Regions from separate parts of the Mus musculus genome. Here region 2 is linked to region 1. A link is a contact called in public HiChIP or PLAC-seq data. All regions are on one chromosome and are shown on one strand. The core of a region is the stretch at or near the end of the contact, and the rest is flanking DNA. Distances in the headings are between cores, read along the strand shown. Region 1 overlaps Wnt3a (wingless-type MMTV integration site family, member 3A). Region 2 holds the start of Prss38 (protease, serine 38).

Region 1 (6,696 bases), core at 2,102-4,601:
AACCTTTGGCCTGGAGGGTCAGACCCTTAGCAACTCAACATCTTCTTTTGGTATGGTTCAGGATTCAGGAAACAGGACTCAGATTTGTCACCTTGGCCCTGAGAATCAGAATATGATCAGTGCTTTTTGATACATGACCAGAGCCTAACTGTAAAAGATCAGTCAATTCTCTGTGAAGAAGTGCATCTCTCTCTGTGTGGTGTTGGTGGTGGTGGTGGGTATTGCCGCAGCTTAATGACAGTGCACCAACAAGTCCGGTTCTTCTCTGCTTGGTCTGGTAGGCATCTGAGCCTGTGTAGCAGGCTGAAATCACTCATCAGCAGAGCTCTTTCTCTACCTATACCCTAGTTCTCGAATGTGAGGACTGCTGGCCCAGCCTTTGGGATTTCTGCATTTGCCTTTGTTCTGGGAAGGTGAAGAATTAGGCTATTGGGCTGAGAGGGTTCAGGAAGGACCATTTGGATCTCCAACTCCCTCTGGAGAAGGAGGCTTTGTCTTTTGCTTGGCCTCAGAGGCTGCAGCCGAGGATGTAGAGAACTGGCAGGAAGCTGACCTAGGTTCAGGGCGTGAAAAGGCTTCCTGAGGGCTTGTCCTCATACCAGTCTTGCTAGCAAGGACTCGGTGAGTGGCAGAATCCAAGGCTGAGAAAGGGAGCTGGCCACTTCCCTTCCATTCTGAAGGCTGAAACTTCCAGGAGACCGTTAACAACACAAGAGCCACATAGCCCTCCTTAGAATTCACAAAGCCCTCAACTCCACCGTGTGCAGCTGGAGGAAACTTGTCTCTGTGGTGAGCTGTTGATCACATGCTGCATTTAGAGAGAGTTCTGGGACTAAAGCTCAGAGAGAAGACACAGGCCCATGGCCAGAGAGGCCTTAGCTATGTGGGCCTTGCCACCTGTACCCAGGAGCACACCACTCCCTTTGGAAAGAGCACCCTTCTAACACCTATCATCAAAGTCAAGCAGACCCAGTCAGTACAGCTTCCTTTCTCTCCCCTGGCCTTGCTCTTTTGCCCTTTGCAGCCAACCAGTGGGTTGAGTTGAGTGGATGCCCGAACAGAGTCTTTCCAGTGGACAATAGGCGCTGTACTGAAGCATGGTGGACGCGGGGACATGTTTGAATATTTCTGATACTTTCCCCCATCCCACCATGTGACAACCTTCCAGCTCTGAGACCTAGAGGAACCTGGCCTCTGCCTCTACCTAGGTCTCCCTCCAGGGCTCCCCAGGTGACACCCTCGAGGTGTCTGATACATTAGTGCTTCCACATTCCTTCACCAGCAGAACGTGCCGCTGCCGCCCAGAGAGGCTGGCAAACACATGGCCGCCGGCGCGGGAGCCTCCCGCCTGCCAGGACTCGTTCAAAGTATGTGTCAGTAATCCTGCTGGCCCGGCGGGGCAGGACAGGCGCTGGCTGGGAAGGCTTCAGGCAGGGCCCTGTGCTGACTGGAGTAAGGACTTGGGACCCCTCCCCAACTCAGAAAGTGCTGGATCCTCAAGGAGGGCTTCCATTTTCTGGGGATGCTGTCCATTCGTGGGAAGGCAGCGGATTGTTGGGGATCTCAGGAACACAGGTACCGTGGGGACAGCTCTCCATCTGAATGGTTCCTGGACAGCCCCATTCAAAAGAGGACAGTGTGCTTTGTCCATGAACAGAGTGAGTCCCATACCCTGGGTCTCAGGTATGAGTGTGGAAGCCTGGTGATGTCACTGAGAGGCCCAGTGCTCCAGAGAGAAAGGCCTGAGTGGGACCCACAGCATTCTGGCCCAGGACCCTTATCAACAGAGACTTCTCTACTCATGATCCTCCTTGTTCCCTCTGGGCCTGGGCAGAGCCTTAGGAACCCTACCTGCTAGGATCCAACTCAGTGCTTACTGTGCCTGATTCCATGCCAGCAGCGGATAAGAGAAGTCAGGCAAGCAAGGCACTTCCTGCACCAGATATAGATGCAGGGAGAGGTGGACAGACACAGTCCCAGACAGGCAGGTAGCACTCGCACACACACACACACACACACACACACACACACACACACACACAAACGTGAGAGCACATGCACGCAGAGGCTCTGTCCATAGGATGTGACTCTCTAAAGTCAGAAAAGCAATGGAGACTTATATGTCCCACTCCTATCTTGAAGCCTCAGTTAGAATAAAGCCTACCACCTCATTGGGTAAATAGGGAAACTAAAGCCCAGGACACCAGGAAAGGGTGTCACAGTACTCAAGTGAATAACAGTACTGTAGCCTGGCCTCCTCACCTATGTCTGTCCAAATGCAACCCACTTCAGCACCAAGTTACTTCTTCACACAGCCCCTGTCCGCCTGACTACAAGCTTCCACCATAAATAACAGTGGGTCCCCTGCTTGCTCCTGGAGGCTCGACAGTAGCTCACATGGAACTGGTGCCATGACACAAGGATGGGAAAATCTACTTGCGACCAAATAGAAGCTGGGGAGCCTTGGCCCAGGGAGGCCAGTGCTGGCCCAGGCTGGGCTGGCCTGCTGCCCATCTCCCAGTCCTGGACCAGCCTCCTTCCTCTACTGCATGTCACAGCCAGCGTCTCTGCTATATCCCTGGCCAGGTGCCCGGCCTTTCAACAGGAGCAAGGGAAGGAGGAGGGAGAAAAACCATTAGTGTTTGCCGGCTGCAGGCGTGGCTCACGTGGCTGCAGCCACAGGATGAAACTCCTAGTCTAAGGATGGGGCTATGTTCCAAAACATAGCGAGCTCTAAGTAGACGGCGATGCCTACCCCTTTAAAGACAAACTAGGAACAAGTAATAAAAAATTAACAGCATTAGTGAAAATGAAAGCAAGAGGAGTCTGAGATCTGATTGGCATAACACGGGCATTTTCACTGGTGTGGCTTGTTCTTGTTTGACACACACACACACACACACACACACACACACACACACGCTCGCGCGCGTGCGCGCGCATGCTTTTGTAAGGATAAAAAGTTTCAGCCTCACTTTCTAAGGCATAGTTTAAACATCTGCATTTTGGGATCATTTTGAGGGCGGCCTCAGCAGTTACCTGAGGTCTGAAGTGCTTAGGGTCCACTGCCTAACTTTGGCTGCCAGTCCTTCTGCTAGGACCCAAGAAAAGGCTTGGGGTGGGGTGGGGTGGCTGGACCTTTCAGAGAAGGAATGGCAGGAGAACACTAATTTTATTTGGTGGGGGTTTGTCCAGAGGACCTTACAATGTGATGTCAAGTTGGACAGTTAAAATTCTAGCCGAAAGTAAGATTGTAGGCTTCTCCCAAGAGGCTGTCCTCCACCCTGGTTGGCAGAGAGAGGGGAAATGGAATGAATTCCTCCCACCGTGAATCACAAAGGCCAGGTGCAGAGAAATGGGTGCAGCGAGGGTGTGCCTCCTCCCAGCTTCTCCCCAGGCCCAGGCAGGGCCCTCCTGCCCTAGCTGTTTCCATCACCCCAAGGCAGGGTTCAGACCTTACGGTGACCTCACAACTGGAGGAGCTGGATGTGGATTGGAAGTGACTGGTTACAGGGTCTCCCATTCTTAATGCTCTTCCTGGGCAAAAGATAAGGGCTCAGCCTAAGTCAGGACACGGGGTCCTTTGAGTAACCTGAGGGTTCTCTGTCTTTGTCTGCACATGGGTTTACACACGTTAGAGGGATCCTGTGTGAAAGGGGAGGGAAGAGTTCATACAACACTCCTGGAGGCTCAGGGCGGGCCCAGGGGCTCAGGAAAGACTAGGTGCGTTTTGGATGGGATGAAGACCCCCGTTTGTCTGGCTGGTAGCTGTCTCTTGGGCCTTGTAAGCAGGCAAGGGCGACTGGCTAACTGCCAGGGCTCAGGTCCCACTGGTCCCTGTCCCTTCTCCAACCCCTGATATCTCTTGGGGGTTGGATCTGATAAGTATTGGCCTTTAAGAGAGAGCAATGGCTCAAGAGGCCAGTGGAATTTCAGATGTCTAGGGGAAATTATGTCTATCATTAAGTTCTGGGAGAATCAGGTGGAGAAAGCAGAAAAGGCAGGTGGCAAAGGCCAGGTCAGGGCCCAGGAAGGCACTCAGGTGTTTCGAGTTTGGACTCAAGCCTTAGCAAAATGCTTGTCTTTGGAGTATCTTTACAGTTATGGAATGTCAGGCTAGAAGAGACCTCAGATCAGCAGCTTAAAACTGTGTTTCTGTCACTATGCTCCAACCCTACGGTTGGTCACCTACGGTTCAGCTAGGGACACTGAGGCTCCAAGAGTCTCAGAGGGCAGACCAGAATAGACCAGCACAGTGATGAGATGATGAGATGAGTCCTCACAGTTAAGATCATTGCTCTCATCTCCCTTGGTGACTCTCCCTTGATGGAAGTGGTCCTGTAAGTGAAGCCTGCCTCTTTTGTAACACTGTCTCATTTTGATGTGCTAGCTGCACAGTTCGGCTTGATGCATTTCTCTGTATTGGACTCATTCATGAATGTTACTTTGCTTAATACATTTTAAGACTATTACAGTGTATCAGGGCCAAGAGGATGGCTCAGTCAGTAGATTATGTATCTGTTACACAAGCACAAAGACCTGTGTTTGATCCTTAGGACACACATAAAAAAATTATCTGGTAGTATAGTTTTGAAATACCAGTGTTGAGGATGGAAAGACAGGCAGGCCCCCGAAGTTCACTGACCAGCCAGCCTAGCCTAAAATAAGCTATAGGTTCCAATGAAAGACCCTATAACAAGACATAGTTCCTAAGGAACAACATACAGGATTGATCCCTGCCCATCTAGTGCATGTGTTCACACCTGAACAGGAATGCGTGAGGGGGTGCCCTTGGGAGCCAGTGTGCCTTGGGGACCATTGTTTTTGCCATATCAACCTGAAGTCTTGATATAGGCTCCACTCACCAAGCCTTGGTTTCTTGTCCCAGGTGGTCTTGGGTCGCACCTGTCCTAGTTTGTCACATACAGGGTCTGTGAACATATCACTCGTGAGCTCCACCCAGGGCAACTGGAGCTGAGGGTGGGCAGATATGGGAATGGGACAATGATGAGAGATCTGAAGGGACACACACAGCAAGAGATGATCTGTGGAAAGGTCCTGAGTAGCATCAGGAAGGGGCAGCTGTCCACAGGCTAAGCCAACAAGCTTGTGGCATGTCGTTGTGTCATGTGCCCCTGGAGCTTGGACACAAGGTGCCTAAAAGGTGGCATCTCCCAGAGATGCCTTTTTGTTCTGGGTGTTGGGACTCAGGTAGGGGTAGAAGAATCCAGTGCAGTGAGAAGAACAGTGCTGTGCCCCTTGGTTCTTGTCAGAGCAGAGCAGATGCCCCAGATTTAAGAACTTTTGCAGCTCAAGGTGTCAGCCAGACCAGGAAGCCACTTCTAACCTCACTCGCATTGTTGGGGCTCATTTTGTGTTTTTGTAGGACTGAGTTCTCCAGGACTGGGTGGCTGTGGCTTAGGGTAGCCCCTGAGAGTCCCTCTGTGGTCTCAGAGCCAGAAACTCGGAGGCAAACTCCATGCTTTGGATCCAACTTCTGAAAGCACACGAGTAGCATAAACTTAGAACTCAGTGTATGCCCCAAAGTCCTGACATTCTGGGCATAGTTTTGGACCTCAGAACTCTGGGAATACCTCAGAATTTGAGGTGCTGCTAGATTCTGGGCTTGGAGAGGCTTCTGGGGATAGGGGATGGAGTCAGGCAGCTGTGTGTGCTAGAGAGCAGCTGTACTCAGCCTAAGCTGTAGAAACCTGGTGGGCATAGGGACCGCTGAATCATACTCCTGTGCAGTGTCTCAGTGCTAATCCCGTGCCCATGCTCCCAATGGGACAAGAAATAACATTCTCACCCCCAGCTCTGCTCATTGCCATGGGACCTCACCCTGGATCGCAAAAGGAGATGACACGCTGCTGTTACAGCCACATCACTGAGGGAAGACAGCTATCATCATAGTGGGTGAGAACTGGAGAAGAAGGTTACAGATGCTGTTGCTGTTTAGCGCAGCCTGTAGAAGTCTAGCACACACAATAGCAGGACCTCCCCCCCGCCCCCTAAAAAATTCCACCTTGCTCGCCTTCCTATAGCTCAGCTGATTTGGTTCCTCATAGCTGTGCTGTCTCCACTTTCCTTCTGGGCTGTTTTGTTTAGTTTTTCATTTTAAATATATTTTATTTATTTATTGTATGTGTTCATTTGCACTTGTGCACAGGCCACAGCATGCTTGGGGTGGGGGGGTCGGAGGACAACTTCAGGAATCTGTTCTCTCCATCCACAGTGTAGATTCTAGGGAATCAATGATGTTTGTCAGGCTTGGCAATAGGCACCTTTAGTCACTGAAATCTCTCTCCCACCCTGGAATGTGTCTTGATGACTGTACAAAGGGCTCCTGGCACTCACCTTGGAGACAGTGTCCCCTCATTCTGATGTTAAGAAAGAGTAAACCAGTACATACTTGTGGTCCCCGGTGAGGGAGGTTGAGTCTAAAGAATCATGAGTTTGAGGCTAGTCTGAGCTACCTAGCCCGGGCTAGCCTGAGCTAGGCTGAGCTTGTTGCTTAGTAGTAGTTGCCTGGCTGGGGCAAGTCTCATTAGTGGAGAAGGAGGAGGAGGGAGAGAGCCAGGAAATGGTAAGTTAGCCAGAAGTTTAGGAGAACACTTGAGAAAGTCCTGGGGAGGGTCAGAAATTCATTGGCTACATGAAGAATTAGAGACTGAGATATATGGGACTCTGTCTCAA
Region 2 (6,673 bases), core at 1,194-3,693, 93 kb before region 1:
GTTTCCTTAACCCAGAAAGATGCCAAAAATGACAGAGTCCCTTCCTGGCCCTTCCCGAAAGGGCGGGATAGCCTGGGTTCCAGGATCTCCTCGCTAGCCTAGCTTACTCAGGGGAGTCATCACCATGCTTTAGATATTTCCTGCTTCTATGGAGATGACATTTGTGTGCTGCCATGAGATTTTCCTTGTCTTAGGAGGAGGGTTGCTCATTGTCACCGGAAGCTTGTCTTGCATTTCAACCTAAAGTTGTAAAGCACTTTCTTGATCACTTTAGCTCAGCTCTGTATAAAGGGTGTGGTGAGATCACATTCTCGCCCTCTGCAGATCCTGTGTCCAACAGACTTTTCACTGACAGTGTGTGCCTCTTGAGTGCTGTGTGCTCTGTGTAAAGATCTAAGTCTGGGATTCATTTCAGTAATAGACTGAAGTTTGCCTCCTTCCCCTTCAGGGCTTGGAGTCTTGACTCCAAGAAGAGTGATGACACCTTGGGGGTGATGGTGGTGATGCATGTGAATGACAGTCGTGTCCTTACAGAAGGGGCTTCGGAGTTCTCGCAGCCTTGCCGCTGTGAGGACGTGAGCAGCAGATTCCACTCTGTAAGCCACGAGGAGCTTGACAGCGCAATGCTGGCCTTCTAATCTCAGAACCCCAGCCCCCAAAGGCAAAGAATACTGTCTGTTTTCACAAGCCATCTAGCCTGATTAAATTTTTTTAATGATTTTTTTTTCTTTTCTTTCTTTTTAAAATATGTATAGATGTTTTGCCTGCATGTATGTCTGTGTATCATGTGTGTGTATGTCTGTGTATCATGTGTGTGCATGTCTGTGTATCATGTCTGTGTATCATGTGTGTGTATCATGTGTGTGTATCATGTCTGTGTATCATGTGTGTGTATCATGTGTGTGTATCATGTGTGTGCAGTGCTTGAGGAGAGGCCGGGAGAGGGTATTGGGTTGGGTCCCTTGGGACTGGTGTGGCAGATGGTTGTGAGCCACAACATGGGTGCTGGGAATTAAACCCAGGTCCCCTGGAAGAGCAGCATTAGCTCTTAATCACGAAACCATCTCTAGTCTTGGAGGGTTTTTTTGTTTTTTGTTTTTTGTTTTTGTTTTTTTGTTTTTTTGTTTTTTTTTTGAGACAGGGTTTCTCTGTATAGCCCTGGCTGTCCTGGAACTCACTTTGTAAACCAGGCTGGCCTCGAACTCAGAAATCCACCCGCTTCTGCCTCCCAAGTGCTGGGATTAAAGGCATGCACCACCACGCCTGGCTGAGTTTTGTTTTAACATCTGAATTGATGAAGACAATTCCATCGTGTCTCTCCCTGCCCCTGTTAGTTTTTGTTCTAGGCTGTACCTTACTGATAATCTTAATTGCTGAAGCCTTAGAATTCTTCTTGTTTGCCTTCTGTTCAGACTTGCTGTGAATCTAGTGTGATCAGAAACAGCTGTGTTTATGACATCAACCTTTATGCCCAGTATAAGTATACAGTATATTTATGACATCACACCCAAGTGCACAGGACAGCTCCATCCCTTTGACTTCGACAACTCTCGTAAAGTTTTGTAATTTTTCTCATCCTTTATTTCATAGTCTTATGGAATCTTCTCCTTAAAATAGCTTTTAAGGCTGGAGAGATGGCTCAGTGGTTAAGAGCACTGACTGCTCTTCCAGAGGTCCTGAGTTCAATTCCCAGCAACCACATGGTGGCTCCCAACCATCTGTTATGGGATCTGATACACTCTTTTGGTGTGTGTCAGAAGTAAGCTACAGTGTACTCGTATAACTAATAATAAATAAATAGTATTTTTAAAATAGCTTTTAAATTGTGTGTATCTATGTGGGTGAAGCTATGCATACATGAATGAACCTCTAAGGCCATAGGTGACCTGCCTTCCCAGTGATGGGATTAAAGGCATACACCACCATTATCTATCAGCTGGGATCCTCCCTTGAAAGTAAAAAAAAAGGGTTGTCAAAATTTACAAGAAGGGGTAGATTTTACTGTATATAAACAAAGGCTTAATTTTAAAAAAAGATTTCATAGTAGATGGTGCATGTGTAAATAGTAAAAATCTTACAGATCTGAGTCGGCCACTGAGAGATCTTAGAGCAATGGAATTTGAAACACAGAATCCTCAAAAAGAACTTGTATATCCAAGTCTGACCATGGTGTGTGTGTGTGTGTCGCAGGTAGTGTCTGTCGCCCGTACCTGAGGTGAGGTTAGGTCGTCTGGCATCCTGCCCTGTTGGCAGAGTGGTCCTGTTGGCAATCTGCAGTATCAGCCTCCACACAGTTCAGGTTCCTTCCATCCACATCCGCTAGTTCAAAGTCACCTGCTGGGGATGCCACCAACGCATCCAGGATCCAGGGGCCGTCACGTGTCCAGTTCACGTCCTCACCAGTGGAGGCGCTGTCACATTTCCTGGTCAGCTGCCCTCTCCTGCTGGGCTGCGACTCTGGCTTCATGGCCGCCCTCACTTCCGGCTTGGGCGTCCTGGGATACCTGCTGTTTCCGCTTCTACTGGCTTCCCCAACCTGGGTCACATCAGTTAGTCGCCGACACCCAAAAAGCCAGGCAAATTCACTGAGCGGTGACGTGGGTAGGCCCCTGTCCCAGGGTCTCGGTGGTGATCCTTTCTCCCTGGGTGGAACCTCGGCCCTAAGCCCTGGCCTGGCCCCTCCCCACTCAAATACACGATGTCCCTTCCTCCCTCCGTGGCCCGCCCCTCCTGTGGTGTGGCTTTGGGCCCACTCTGCATTTGTCCCCCTCCTCAGCCTGTGGCCAGCCAGTCCTGCAAGGCAAGCTCTTGGGTGGAGAGTTTGCTCGTGATCGGAAATGGCCGTGGCAGGTCAGCTTGCATTACTCTGGCTTTCACATCTGTGGTGGCTCCATCCTCAGTGCCTACTGGGTGCTGTCGGCAGCACACTGCTTTGACAGGTGAGAGGTTCAGGAGCTGTTAGGGGTGATGAGTGGAGCAGGGACACAGGAAAGGAGAGGACTCGACCATGTGCCCATGGCTTGGACTGCTGCAGTCATTGTTGAAGTCGTGCCCCCCCCCCCACACACACCCTCCTCCAACCCCCAACCTAAACACCATAGCTGATGCACTCATTCCCTTGATCTCAGACTTCAAGCTGCTCCCAGTGGACCAGCTTGGATTTATCAGCCCTAGCTGACTGGGCCAGTCAGTACTTAGGTGCATGGCCTGGCCTCTTGAGCACAGTCCTTTACAGACCAGGCTACATCCCCACTTGAGAAGTCTCCATTTACAGTGTGCCCCTGCCCCCAGCTTACCCTCCCTCCTCCAGCAAGGTCCTCCACACTAGAAACCGTGTTCCTCCACAGAACCTTCTTTGGTCAGATGGCCCTGTCTCCCAAGCCTCATCCAGTCAGGCCCACAGGGTTTAATCAGCTATTCAGGAGGAGGCCACAGAGGGGCCCATTGCATGACTATCTGGCTCTCAAAGCCCAGACACAGGCTCCTAAGACTTGATCCCCAAGTCTCCTTCAGTCTAAATCAGGACCTCTGAGGTCAGACTGTCAGATAGGCCTACACTGTGCTGCAAGCAGGCTCACGCTTTCCAACCCGGCAGACCCTGTCTGTGGGCTGGTGAGACAGGGGGCTGCAAGCAGTTGGCTTCTGTTCTGCTTGGCAGGGGGAAGAAACTCGAAACCTATGATATATATGTGGGCATCACCAACCTTGAGAAGGCCAACAGACATACTCAGTGGTTTGAGATTTACCAGGTGATCATTCACCCCACCTTCCAGATGTACCACCCTATTGGAGGGGACGTGGCGCTAGTGCAATTGAAGAGCGCCATCGTATTTTCTGACTTTGTGCTCCCAATTTGCTTGCCACCTTCCGACTTGTACCTCATCAATCTGTCTTGCTGGACTACCGGATGGGGAATGATCTCGCCACAAGGTATGAGCTAAGTAAGATCTCATGGGAGCAGAGCATAGAATGGCTCTCCCTGGCGTCTGGGAAGATGGTTAGGAGAACAGCTTAAGCCAAAAGATGCAGATTCTAAGGAAATAACCCATTGGAAATTTAAAACAAAAACAAAAACAAAAAACCAGCTCTCAGATATGAAAAATTCCTTTATGGGGTCTATGGTGGGCTTAGGGGGAATCAGTAGCCTTGGGGATAGATCAGTAGAAATTATCCACATTGAAACAGCAACAACAAAATATGTGTGAAAGGAGGACAGAATGATGTGTGTGAAAAACAAACTCCTCCTGATTGGACTGGGCTTCCCTGTGTGGGTGGGGCTTCCCTGTGTGGGTGGGGCTTCCCTGTGTGGGTGGGGCTTCCCTGTGTAGGACATGGCCTCCCTGTGTGTTGGTGACTCTTGCTTGTGGAGAGGGCTCTCTTTGAGTGGGTATTTCTTCTAGATTTCTCCTCCATTAACCAAGAACACAAGAATGTCTTTGCCTCCTTGCCTTCCAGGACTAAGAAAGACCTAGCTGAACTCAGATACACATCCTCACCTGGCAGTTCCTCTCCCGTCTCCCCTCACAGGCGAAACCGGGAACGAGCTATTGGAAGCCCAGTTGCCACTAATCCCTAGGTTCCAGTGTCAGCTGCTCTATGGATTAAGCTCCTACCTCCTGCCAGAAATGTTGTGTGCTGCAGACATCAAGACAATGAAGAATGTGTGTGAGGTATGTCCCATTTTTTTTTTTTTTTCAGATCAGAGCTGGCTCTGATGTAAGCAGGGGACTGTTGGTTGGGGGTGGCTGAACCCAGACAGACAGTGGATGATCAATATACGCTTGTATCAGACCTCAGTGCTGAGGCTCTGGGCTCTGTTGCAGCCAGAGAGGGGGCTACATGGAGGGGAGGGGATGGACGCTCATTCTGCACCTGAGGGGCATACCTGGTCTAGTAGATCACAGAAAGCCCCTCTTCCTTTTCAGGGTGACTCTGGCAGTCCACTGGTATGTAAGCAGAACCAGACCTGGTTGCAGATTGGAATAGTGAGCTGGGGGCGTGGTTGTGCCCAACCCCTGTACCCAGGAGTGTTTGCCAATGTCTCCTATTTTTTGAGTTGGATCCGTTATCACTTACAAATCATACCCAATCCTCCTCAGATACTCCCGTCCCTCTCTTCATCCCCGAAAAACACCTTAATCATTTTTGTGACCATAATGGGGCACCTGCTGGTTTTGTGAGGACGGAGACGCCCACCCACTTGAGCTGCCACATGCCCTGTTTCTATCCTCTCTAGCTCTCAAATCCTGCTTCCACGCATCTTGTTCCATGAAGTCAGGACACTTGTCCCAGACTCTAAGTCTGTAAGAGGCTGAGCATGAGATGTGGAGAGGGGCAGGACCAGGAGGGAGAGTTGGGGGAAAGCTAGGGTGAACCAAGAGCTTGGATTCTACTCATGTGACAGTCAAAAGTTATTAAAGATTTGTGAAACAAATGCCTCAGAGCTCCCATCCTCGCTTCATGCGTGCTCTGGTGTTATTACAGGCACCTTCCCTGTGCAGTAGGTAGAAATCCACACATAGAAAGTAGGTTATCCAGACACGGTCAGGCAAGTGCCCACCACGTGAAAAGGTAGGTACAGGAGGTTGGAAAGATGGCTCAGTGGGTAAGAGCACTGGCTTTATAGAGGACCCAGGTTCAATTCCCAGAACCAACCTGGTAGCTCACAACCATTTGTAACTCCAATTTTAGGGATCCAGTGCCTAACTCTGGCTTCCACAGGCACCAGACACCAAGGCACACATGAGGCACACAGACATACATGTGGGCAAAACACTCACATCCATATAATGAAGTTCTGGGGAGGGGGAAGAAATATAAAACAAACAGCTTTTCTAGACACTGACCTGGATAGATCTATGGGTACAGCCCAAATGAGGGGAGAGACCACAGTTTAAATGTTGTCAAAAAAGAGTTTTGAAATATGGAAGTATCCCAAGTGGGAAAGGAGAAAACAGGAGCTGAGAATAAGCAGGCACAGGGGAAGAAGCCAAAAGGGTACGTGTGGAAATGAGTGAGCAGAAACTCCCTAAGCACCAAGTCTGATGTCTGCAGGATCTGTGCCCCAGATTATGCCCGCCTCAAATAGAAAATGTTCCCCCAAATTTCATCTCTGCTGAACATGATCAGACTCCCCAAACAATGCAGTGTAACAGTGATTGGCATAGCAGACTTACTGTGTTAAGGGTCATCTGTCACCTGGAGATGGTGTTAAGTCTATGGGGGGAACAGTAGCCCATTCCCATAATTCCAGCACTAGATATGCAGGAACAGAAAGGTCACGGTTTGAGGCCAGCCTGGCCTACATAGAGGGAGCCTGTCTGGAAAAAGCACGCAGAAGGATGTATGTAGGTTCTCTACAAAGCACAGCAGGTGTCTGAGGGTCTCGGCATGTGGCAGACTCGGAGGAAAGTGGACCAAGCACTTGTAAAGGAAAACTGACCCTGCACTGATGCTAAGGGACCACTGGAGTTTGAAATGTTGCTTTTTTAAAAGAAAAAAAATTCAAAATAGCGCGCGCACACACACACACACAAAGGCGGAAGCCACCTACTGAAAAGGGGGGCATGTAAGAGCTCAAAGAAAGTATTATACTTAATTCTAGCTGTACTGGCTGGTTTTGTGTCAACTTGACACAGCTGGAGTTATCACAGAGAAAGGAGCTTCAGTTGAG

The links. HiChIP or PLAC-seq counts read pairs in DNA pulled down with a chosen protein or histone mark.
Region 2: a contact with region 1 is called in an H3K27ac HiChIP or PLAC-seq map of embryonic stem cells, with 7 read pairs. The contact joins the promoter of Prss38 here to the enhancer-like site in region 1. A contact is called at or near these places in 4 of 39 promoter capture datasets (cranial neural crest, hippocampal neurons, second pharyngeal arch cranial neural crest and 1 more), 2 of 115 datasets of contacts at active chromatin or transcription factors (both in embryonic stem cells) and 2 of 9 other capture datasets (adipose tissue and liver).

The regions. Positions count from the first base shown.
Region 1 is chr11:59,278,991-59,285,686 of GRCm38.p6, reverse strand. All of the region lies in intron 1 of Wnt3a (wingless-type MMTV integration site family, member 3A), which reads left to right. Among named protein-coding and RNA genes, the nearest start is that of Wnt3a, 8.4 kb to the left of the region's middle. Within about 2 kb of position 3,351, at least 19 of the 459 cell types and tissues checked have an H3K27ac peak or open chromatin away from gene starts, as enhancers often do. A contact at or near this core is called in embryonic stem cells, where this site is marked.
Region 2 is chr11:59,371,423-59,378,095 of GRCm38.p6, reverse strand. Prss38 (protease, serine 38) reads left to right here and starts at 2,443. Exons shown (of 5, transcript NM_001045521.1): 1 at 2,443-2,601; 2 at 2,777-2,939; 3 at 3,659-3,930; 4 at 4,528-4,670; 5 at 4,926-5,427. The coding sequence starts at 2,466. The coding sequence ends at 5,180. It overlaps Gm15755 (a long non-coding RNA gene), which reads right to left and starts at 2,682. Exons shown (of 3, transcript XR_388692.4): 1 at 2,211-2,682.